3 separate regions of the Zea mays genome follow, and regions 1 and 2 are each linked to region 3. Evidence: chromatin contacts called from public Hi-C data. All regions are on one chromosome and are shown on one strand. The core of a region is the stretch at or near the end of the contact, and the rest is flanking DNA. Distances in the headings are between cores, read along the strand shown. Region 1 has its middle 20 kb from the start of LOC111589811. Region 2 has its middle 8.7 kb from the start of LOC103632828. Region 3 holds the start of LOC100191489.

What was found. A called contact is a pair of places that touch in the nucleus more often than the background predicts.
Region 1: a Hi-C map of leaf shows a contact between it and region 3, with 5 times the contacts expected there. The contact joins the enhancer-like site here to the promoter of LOC100191489 in region 3. A contact is called at or near these places in 9 of 25 Hi-C or Micro-C datasets (bundle sheath, ear, leaf and 1 more).
Region 2: a contact with region 3 is called in a Hi-C map of tassel, with 2.3 times the contacts expected there. The contact joins the enhancer-like site here to the promoter of LOC100191489 in region 3. A contact is called at or near these places in 5 of 25 Hi-C or Micro-C datasets (ear, leaf, tassel and 1 more).

The regions. Positions count from the first base shown.
Region 1 is chr7:127,773,134-127,775,833 of Zm-B73-REFERENCE-NAM-5.0, forward strand. No RefSeq gene overlaps it. Among protein-coding and RNA genes, the nearest start is that of LOC111589811, 20 kb to the left of the region's middle. Within about 2 kb of position 1,293, at least 17 of the 20 cell types and tissues checked have an H3K27ac peak or open chromatin away from gene starts, as enhancers often do. A contact at or near this core is called in bundle sheath, ear, leaf and 1 more, where this site is marked.
Region 2 is chr7:127,933,764-127,936,463 of Zm-B73-REFERENCE-NAM-5.0, forward strand. No RefSeq gene overlaps it. Among protein-coding and RNA genes, the nearest start is that of LOC103632828, 8.7 kb to the right of the region's middle. Within about 2 kb of position 1,303, at least 14 of the 20 cell types and tissues checked have an H3K27ac peak or open chromatin away from gene starts, as enhancers often do. A contact at or near this core is called in ear, leaf and tassel, where this site is marked.
Region 3 is chr7:127,854,690-127,857,389 of Zm-B73-REFERENCE-NAM-5.0, forward strand. LOC100191489 reads right to left here and starts at 1,263. Exons shown (of 6, transcript NM_001136921.1): 1 at 615-1,263. The coding sequence starts at 1,060.

The DNA of each region.
Region 1 (2,700 bases), core at 43-2,542, 82 kb before region 3:
AACAATAATGAACTTAAATAATCAGCTTGTACAATAGTAAGAAATAACTAGGCACAAATAATATCAATGCTGAAAATAACAACACACTAAAACCCAGACTGTCACGTCGTCTCACTACACCGCTATCATCATCGAGCACATAATCCGCCCACAAATTGTGCAATCACACCCAAGTAAATAATACTAGCAGATAGCACAAAATTATTCAATAAATAAATAGAGGCAACGGGTAACTCACAGCACGTAGATTGTCTACGTGGGAAGACCAGCTCAGCGAACACGAGGTTCTGTCCCAGAAAACCAATTCCGCCGCCCACGTCCGGACCTGCACGGCGGGAGGTTGACGGAGATACTGGAGCCGCTGCCGGAGCCGAGGGAGACGTCCTCGGCACCAGCCCGAGAAGAGGAACACCGCGCAGCAGGGAGCCCAAGCACCAGGCCACGGTGGACAACAATCAGAGCCGACAGAGCACTCTACCCTGGAGCACTGGTAATGCAACTGAGCGCACACAGACCAAGCTGCACGAGCGCAGGGATCACCTCTACCCTCTTCCAATCACCACCAGCGAGAATCACAACAGAAGATCGAACAAATCGATCGAGATTCGATTGGAGCAGTGAACTGGGAGAGAAGGCTGATACGAGCGTATGCTGAGAGAGATGATTTACGGCCAGGGGATCGAACTCCCATTTAAGGAGCTGAGAGGGGAGAAGGCAAACGGATTTCACCGAGATTCCGGACGAACGAGCCGCGCGGATCGTAATCCATTGAACGCCGCCGCCACCCCGAAGCTCGGCCTTCTCCGAATCGCCTCTGCCCGTCCCTTGCGCACGCTCGATGCTCTACTCCTTCTGCCAGCCTGCTCTCAGCCGTTCGATACATGCGCATGCACGCGATGGGGATCGGCCAGCCGGCTGGGCTGCTCGGCAGCGGCCTGCCAGCGGCCCAGCTCTGCTGGCCTTTTTTCATTTTTTTTAATTTCCCAATATGAAAATAAAAGGGAAAATCTCTCATAAATGAACAGCACGGTAGACGGGCGGGCAACCGGGCCATGCCCGCGACACGCTCGGTGGTTGCGGTCGGGCCTGGCGTAGCTCAGAAAGACGCGGACGTCGGAGCCAAAAACGGAGGCAGTCAGCCTCAGCCAGCAGAGGCCTGGCCAGAGAGCACGCCCCGAGTGCCTTTCCTCCGCGGCGCGAGCGATTTGCGGTTCGCTCCATCAGCGGTCGCGGCCTCGCCGGACGCACGTACACGTACCAGAACCTAGACCCGCCCACGCAGAGTGGGCGCGCACTGTACGTTGCTGCAGGTGCTCGGCGGGCAGCCGCTTCCCTTGAATGCCGCCCGCCCCGCGGTGCTGGGATGGGACCGGCTGAACGGAAGCGGATCGGGGGCCGGGGGGTGGCCTGGTCTGCTGGGTAGCGCGCCGCTTTCACGTCACATGCTTGCGATCGCGCGGCGCAGGAGGTTGGGGGAACGTGGTCGCCACGAGCCTCGCGCCTTCGGCGGTTTTGGCCTCTCTCATAGTGGACCTACCACCCTTTTCCTTCAAGCTTTCTGTGTTAATTTTGATTTTCTCTTGTCCCTATTCTAATGCTACTCCACTGTGCATTGGTGTATCTGAATGTTTTTATTGGACATATCTAAACCATTTCGACGAGTGTTAGACAATATTTCTTTTAATTAGTCTAAACCCTATCTTATCAAGTTATCATTGTCCCATACTCGTCCCTTCACCCGTCTTACTCCTCAATAGATCGGTACACTAGGAACAAGGCATTATGAAAACTAGTTATATGCTACTGAACTTAACAAATATAGTACGCCTTTCCATATCAAAGTAGAGAACTTATTCTTGAGGGAGATGGTTGCATTGATGATCCCTTAATCTAGAATAGTGTTGCATTAAATCCATACTAGTTATGTGTTTTTTTGAACATCTTGGATGGAACCCCTTTAACAAGTGGATTCACAAGCATTTGCTCTGTGTTTATATGCTCAAGTTTAATTGTTTGATAATGGTCTCTCTTTTACAACATAGTAATTGATGTAAATATGTTTGGTAGTAATACTTGAATTGTTGTTATAGGAGTAACATACATCTAGTTCATTAACGCAATATAGCTTTAGTGGTTTTGTTGTGTTGTCTACCATTTTAAAACTGGGTATAAATTTCTTTATCCATATAGCCTATCATGTTGCCTCATAACATGCAACAAATTTAGCATACATTATTGACGATGTTGTGATAGTTTCTTTTGAGCTTTCTATCCTCCCACAAGTACGAATATGTAATATGGTATAGACTTTCTAGCTTCTTTACATCCCACATAATCCAAGTCTGAGTATCCTATAAACTCAAGGCTACTTGATTTTCTATATGTCATCATGAGGCCTTTTGTACTTTATAAACATCACAAGACTTTTTAGGCCTTGTTCGTTTGTGTCGGATTGGTGGGTTGGAACGATTCCTAACCGGATTGCTTCTCTAATTTATAGAAACTTTAATTAGTTGGAATGATTCCGGGTGCAATCCGACGCAAACAAACAAGGCCTTAGTGGTTTTCTAGTATTCTATTCTCTTATATTCTTCTAAAATCTACTAAGCATCCCATTTATGAATGCCATGTTAGGGCAAGTACATATTTAAGCATATATTATCCTTCTAATAGCTAAAGTGTATGGAACCAACTTCATTC
Region 2 (2,700 bases), core at 53-2,552, 79 kb after region 3:
AGAGTGGTTGCTAAAGTCAGGCATCAATAAAAACTGAATGCGCTCCATATAAATTATGGTACTTCGTAGCAATTACTAATGTTTAAAACCAACAAATAACCTTTCCTTTTTACTGTTAGCATGACAAATCATTCTTGTTCCATCCAATTCAACAACCTCAAACACTATGGAGTCCATTGCGCCAATGTGGTCTCAGAAACGACCTAATGCATCAAAGAGCCAAGAACACAAGGAACGAGCATCCTGTGATAGTGCCTGCATGGATCTCCAAATTCTAACATATATTGTCCAATATCTCAGACTTAGACTCCTCATCGCCAAGATAACCTAAGCGTGGCAGGCGCCATTGTGTCCTCCTCGGTGTCACGCACGAAGAAAGGCCACGAGCAAGACCGACTCGCACCACCGACTCGCACCGTACTCGCGTCGACGAGCGTCGGTCGGCTCATAGCTACATTCGTGAGCGAGGGCAGTAGGTTGGGGAGGAAGAACATGGCGAAGGCCGAGAAGACGAACGAGGCGTCTGACGACGACAAAAATGATGGTGCGCGCATGCTGTGAAACACCCTTGTAGACGTGCAATAGCCACTGCGCGGGTCGGTGTCGGGGCTTGTGTCAGACGAATACGGGGAGAAGGTGCCTACTTCCACGCCCTCCTAACAAGAATGGGGTGGCACGGAGGCGAAGGAATTAGGGGGAGAGAAAAGAAGCAGGATGGAGAACAAGGTGGAGGTAACTGAGGCGAGGACCATCATTATTGTGTGGAAGTATAGATGGCCAAATCGACCGTGTCTAGCGGTCCGGTCCGTGGCACAGCTCATTTAATAGTGCCTAGGCCAGTCCGGCACGAGCGACGTGTCGTGCTTGGGTTGTAGCCTCGGTCCATAGTGCTGGCCCTGCCCAACACGATTATATTTTTTATTTTACAAAAAACGTATATACATGTGTACAATTTATATTCTATATTAAAGACACTTGAGTATGATGTTCTATTGGTTAGATGGCGTCCTCTAGTGGATCTGTGCCGGGCTGCCGTTTATGCTTTAATTTGAAATAGATGTGAGAGATTATTTGTAAAAAGATGACTGTTGAAGCTGGTGCTTTAATATAGTAGAGACACGCCACGTCAACATGACTGGAAGATGCATTCTTGTTTGCGTAGGCACAAGTCGGAACAAATAAGTTGAATATTTGACCATCAATCCATCTGAACGACGAGGCCCGCTTATTGGTGCCTTACGAATTCGACAATCGACGCAAGTAGCCCATTTCCGGTCCAGTCTAGACCATGGTCGTCTCTGTAATAAAGTTCAAAAAGGAGAAGAAAAAACATTCAAAGTCGACAAGGCACCGAAATGGGCCAGGATAATGGGCTAGAACCTCGACCGGCCTCGTACTACCTCTATTCATTTTTTTTGAAAAAATAAATCTCGTTTTACTAGGTTTCCAGTTAAATATATTATAAATATATATTAAATAATAAATCTAATTATATTCATTCTACTTGCTCGTTCTTTGTTATTTGTCGTGATTTAGTTCAAAAATGAATTAGCGAACGACAAATATTCGAAAAGGGAAATATATCATAAGCATCAATCTCTTCTCTTGTAAACATGATGGCATGAGCCATGAGCATAGGGGGATACCATCTTTGGCTGCGGAGGAGGATGCGTAGGCGGGAAAAAAAGGTAGGGGCCCTGCTCCCGCCTTGTCATCTTCTTCCTGTTCATCGCCGACCCGTATCGACGCGTCCGTGGTCCATGGGCCTCCCCCTCACGGTCGCGCTGGATAGGTTGGTCTTCCGGGGTGGTGTCTTCGGACTCGGCCCAGTGCGAAGGGCGGAAGGCGTCGACACGTGGAGTAGGGTTTTCTTCAGGTAAGGAGTTAGGGTTTCCGCCCGATATCATCGGTGCTCATTCTTTTCCACATTTCGCGTCGTTTCTCTCTCGCCTCTGGTCTCTTCCGAGCGCGTCGCGTTCCAGCTTTAGTGGTGGTTGGTTTTCTTCTCCGTTTCGTCCGCCTATGGTTGACGAGGAGTGGCCCTGTAATACCCACTTGGTAAGAAAGATCTAAAAGAGGAATTATATCACCCTATCTCTATATGTACTACCAATGTGTATCATTTCATGTGGACACATTACTTACACAAATAAATAAGTAACAAAAGACACTCAATTAAATCATGCATCATGTTGGATTTCATGTTGTGTGCATTTTGTGACAACAATGTAAAAAAAAATATGTTAATACCCAAATTAGAATTTAAATCCTAAAGGAAAATTCTAGAATTGAAACAAGAGAAGAAAATGCTTACATATAAGAACAAACAAATGTAAAATAATCCAACCAGGTTCCTATTGGTATTTGAAATTATACAGTGGATTTAAGTATGAACTTCACATTTATAAATTCAAATTTGGGATTTAATTTCGAATTTAAAAGAGAAAAGAAAAGGGAAAAGTAAAAATATAAAAGAGAAAATGAATAGAACCCCTAACTGGGCCTCAGCACCCCATTTCGGCCCACCAAGAAATATTACCGTGCAGCCCACTCCACTTCCGCTGCGCTGTTACTGTCGCTGACATGGCGGGCCCCGATTGTCAGCCTCGTCTCCACACTGCACCAGCCGAATGCCCACCACACGCGCCTCCTGCGTCCAGCGTTGGATGTGTCGCTGTTTGACTGGGCCACTTCCCGGGT
Region 3 (2,700 bases), core at 13-2,512:
TTCTTGCTGCTACATTTCAGGTCTTGAGAAGGCACATAGCTAAAAGATAGATTGGGACCAAACAGGCCACCAACCTACTCACCAAGCACAAGCCAAAATCAAATATAAGAAACTTTTGGACCCTTGCATAAGAACAAAAAAAGATAAAACATAGAGGAATTATCATTGCCGAGATCCCAGTGAGAACTCTTTCCCTGAGATAGCTCCACGGCTCTCAAAAGAAGAATTTCCTTAAAACTTAAAAGACATCTCAAAGTCTCATACGAATTAAAATCTTGAATACAAATATATAAAAGACCAGGCCGATTGACTATCAATGGCATTTACGAAAAAAATAGAAAGTACATAATAGAGTAACGTTGGACTGTTCCGAGCAACATTAGCAAAACATTGAACCTGTATTTTCTAAAGACAACATCAACGACCAAAAGTAAACTTAAAGAACAAGTGATGTAATAAGCAACAAACATTCAATTGATAAGTCCAACCAACCAAAAACCAAACAAACTTTCATAAACCAGACACAACTGCAGTGGTAGTTACAATAAAAATTCACGAGGACTACTGTGATTCCGGAAACGAAAACAAAACAAAAATGAAGGAGGAGAAAGCACCTCTTGTATACGTCACCAAATGTGCCGCCCCATAGCCGCTTGCGGAAGAGCCCCTCGGCGCAGTGGTGCCCCTCCCATAACTCCAGGCCCCCGGTGACGATGCCCGGGACGAAGACGACGGGGTGCTTAACTCGCAGCCCCTCCTTCTGCAGCTTGACCCCGGGCGGGTCCGGGAGCGGCCCCGTGATGGCCTCGGTGACATACTGCGGGAACGAGGCCGGCATCGCGTTGTATAGAAAGAGCAGCAGCCACCAGGCGGAGCACACGCACCCGACCAGCCAGCAGCAGCTGTCCACGCACGACCACTTGGCCTTGGTCCGCTTCGTGGGCTCCTTGGACGGCGACCCGGAGGATGAGGACGGCTTCTTCCCCTTGTCGTTGTCGTCGTGGTCGGACTCGTCACCGTCAGAGGGCGGCAGCGGCTTTCGCCGCCGCAAGAATGACATGGCGCGCGGCGGCGGTGGGTCCGACGGCGGCTAACTGCGCGGGCACACCTGCATCCCGGGCCGCTGCTGCGGCGGCGGCGGCGTCCGGTAGAAAACCCTAGGCGTCGGAGGAAGCGAGGCGGGCAGGTCGAGGGGCCGTCGACCGGTCGACCCGTCGTGGCTTGGCTCCGGCTTCGTGGGGTTCGCGCTTGTGAGGTCGCGCGAGAGGGAGAGAAGAGGCTGGGGGACACCGCCGCGCCACAGGTCCACAACGATCGCTCCCATGCGCCCGGTGCACGTAGGCGGGTACAACGCTCGACTGAATCGTGAAGCCAGATATGTGCGGCTGATCTGTGGGGCAGTGGGATCGGCAGCGGTAGGTGCAGGAGGACTCCGTTCATGGAATGCGGTGAGACGAGGTGGGGGCTGAGAGGTGGCTGGCTCAACTGACGGCAGGGAAGGATGGGTTCAACGCTTCGTGGGGCCAGACTGGCAGAGGTAGACCATGTCGGTTACCACCATTATATGGTTCGGTTATTTCTATTGTGAGACTTGTTCGTTTAGCTCTCAATGAATTGAGTTAGATTGGATGGATTTAAATAACAAGTAAGTTAAGAATCTATTTGGTTAGGCTGTGGCTGTGAAAAAAGTTATTATGAGCTGTGGAAAAAGCTGGTGTAGGCTATGAGCTGTTAAAAAGTTAAAAACAGTTTGGTGGAAACCACTAAAAGTCGTTAAAAGTTCTTCGATATATGTTTTCACAGTTCCATCCAAAAGCCACTAAAAGCAGGTCCAAGGGTGCTTTCAGTTTTACACTGCAAGTCGGCTTTTAGAAAAAGCTGCTTCCTGGATCCAGCCCTTTAATTGGTTTTTGGTTTTTAGGGGGCAAAAGCCAAACTAAACACACCCTAAATTTCTTTATAATTTTTTTAATACTATCCAATCTATAAATAACGGGATTAACCAAATAAAGTCTCATATAGATTGGATGAGTTAGAAAAGTTTATAAAAGATTTTTAATTTGTTTGGTATTTAAATCCATTTAATTCAGAGTAAAATGAATAAGCCCTAATGTGATTTGATCAGCGGTAAGCCTACAGCTGAAACGTTTTTTTTTCTTTTATCTCTCTCACCCGCTATTGAATGGGAACATTTTTTTTCTCGACGCAGGAGAACGGCACCCCATATATTAAGAAGAATTGAACGCGAACATATCCAATACAATTTTATACTACCACTATATTTTTATATTTAATGCTAAATGGTACAAAAATAAACTATAAAACGTTAAATAAAAAATAGAGGAAGTATTTTTTGGAATTAGTACGATTAAGCATTTTACATTATTAATTATAAATCATGCGGTGACAACATTTTATAAACAATCTCTTATTTATGTTTCGACGTAAATATCACATGCTTACATTATTTTAAGACATTATAAAATAGACTAGTATAATGATCGCGAATTATGACGGCACATAGAGATGAAAACGGTCGGAAACGGTCGGTAAACACTAAAACCATTATCGTTTTCATATTTTTTATCGGAAACGAAATCGAAAACGGTAACTCCAGAAACGGAAACGATATCGGTATTTCGGAAACATCGGAAACAAAAGTCGGTACGGAAAACACATCGGTAACGGTCGAAATCTAAA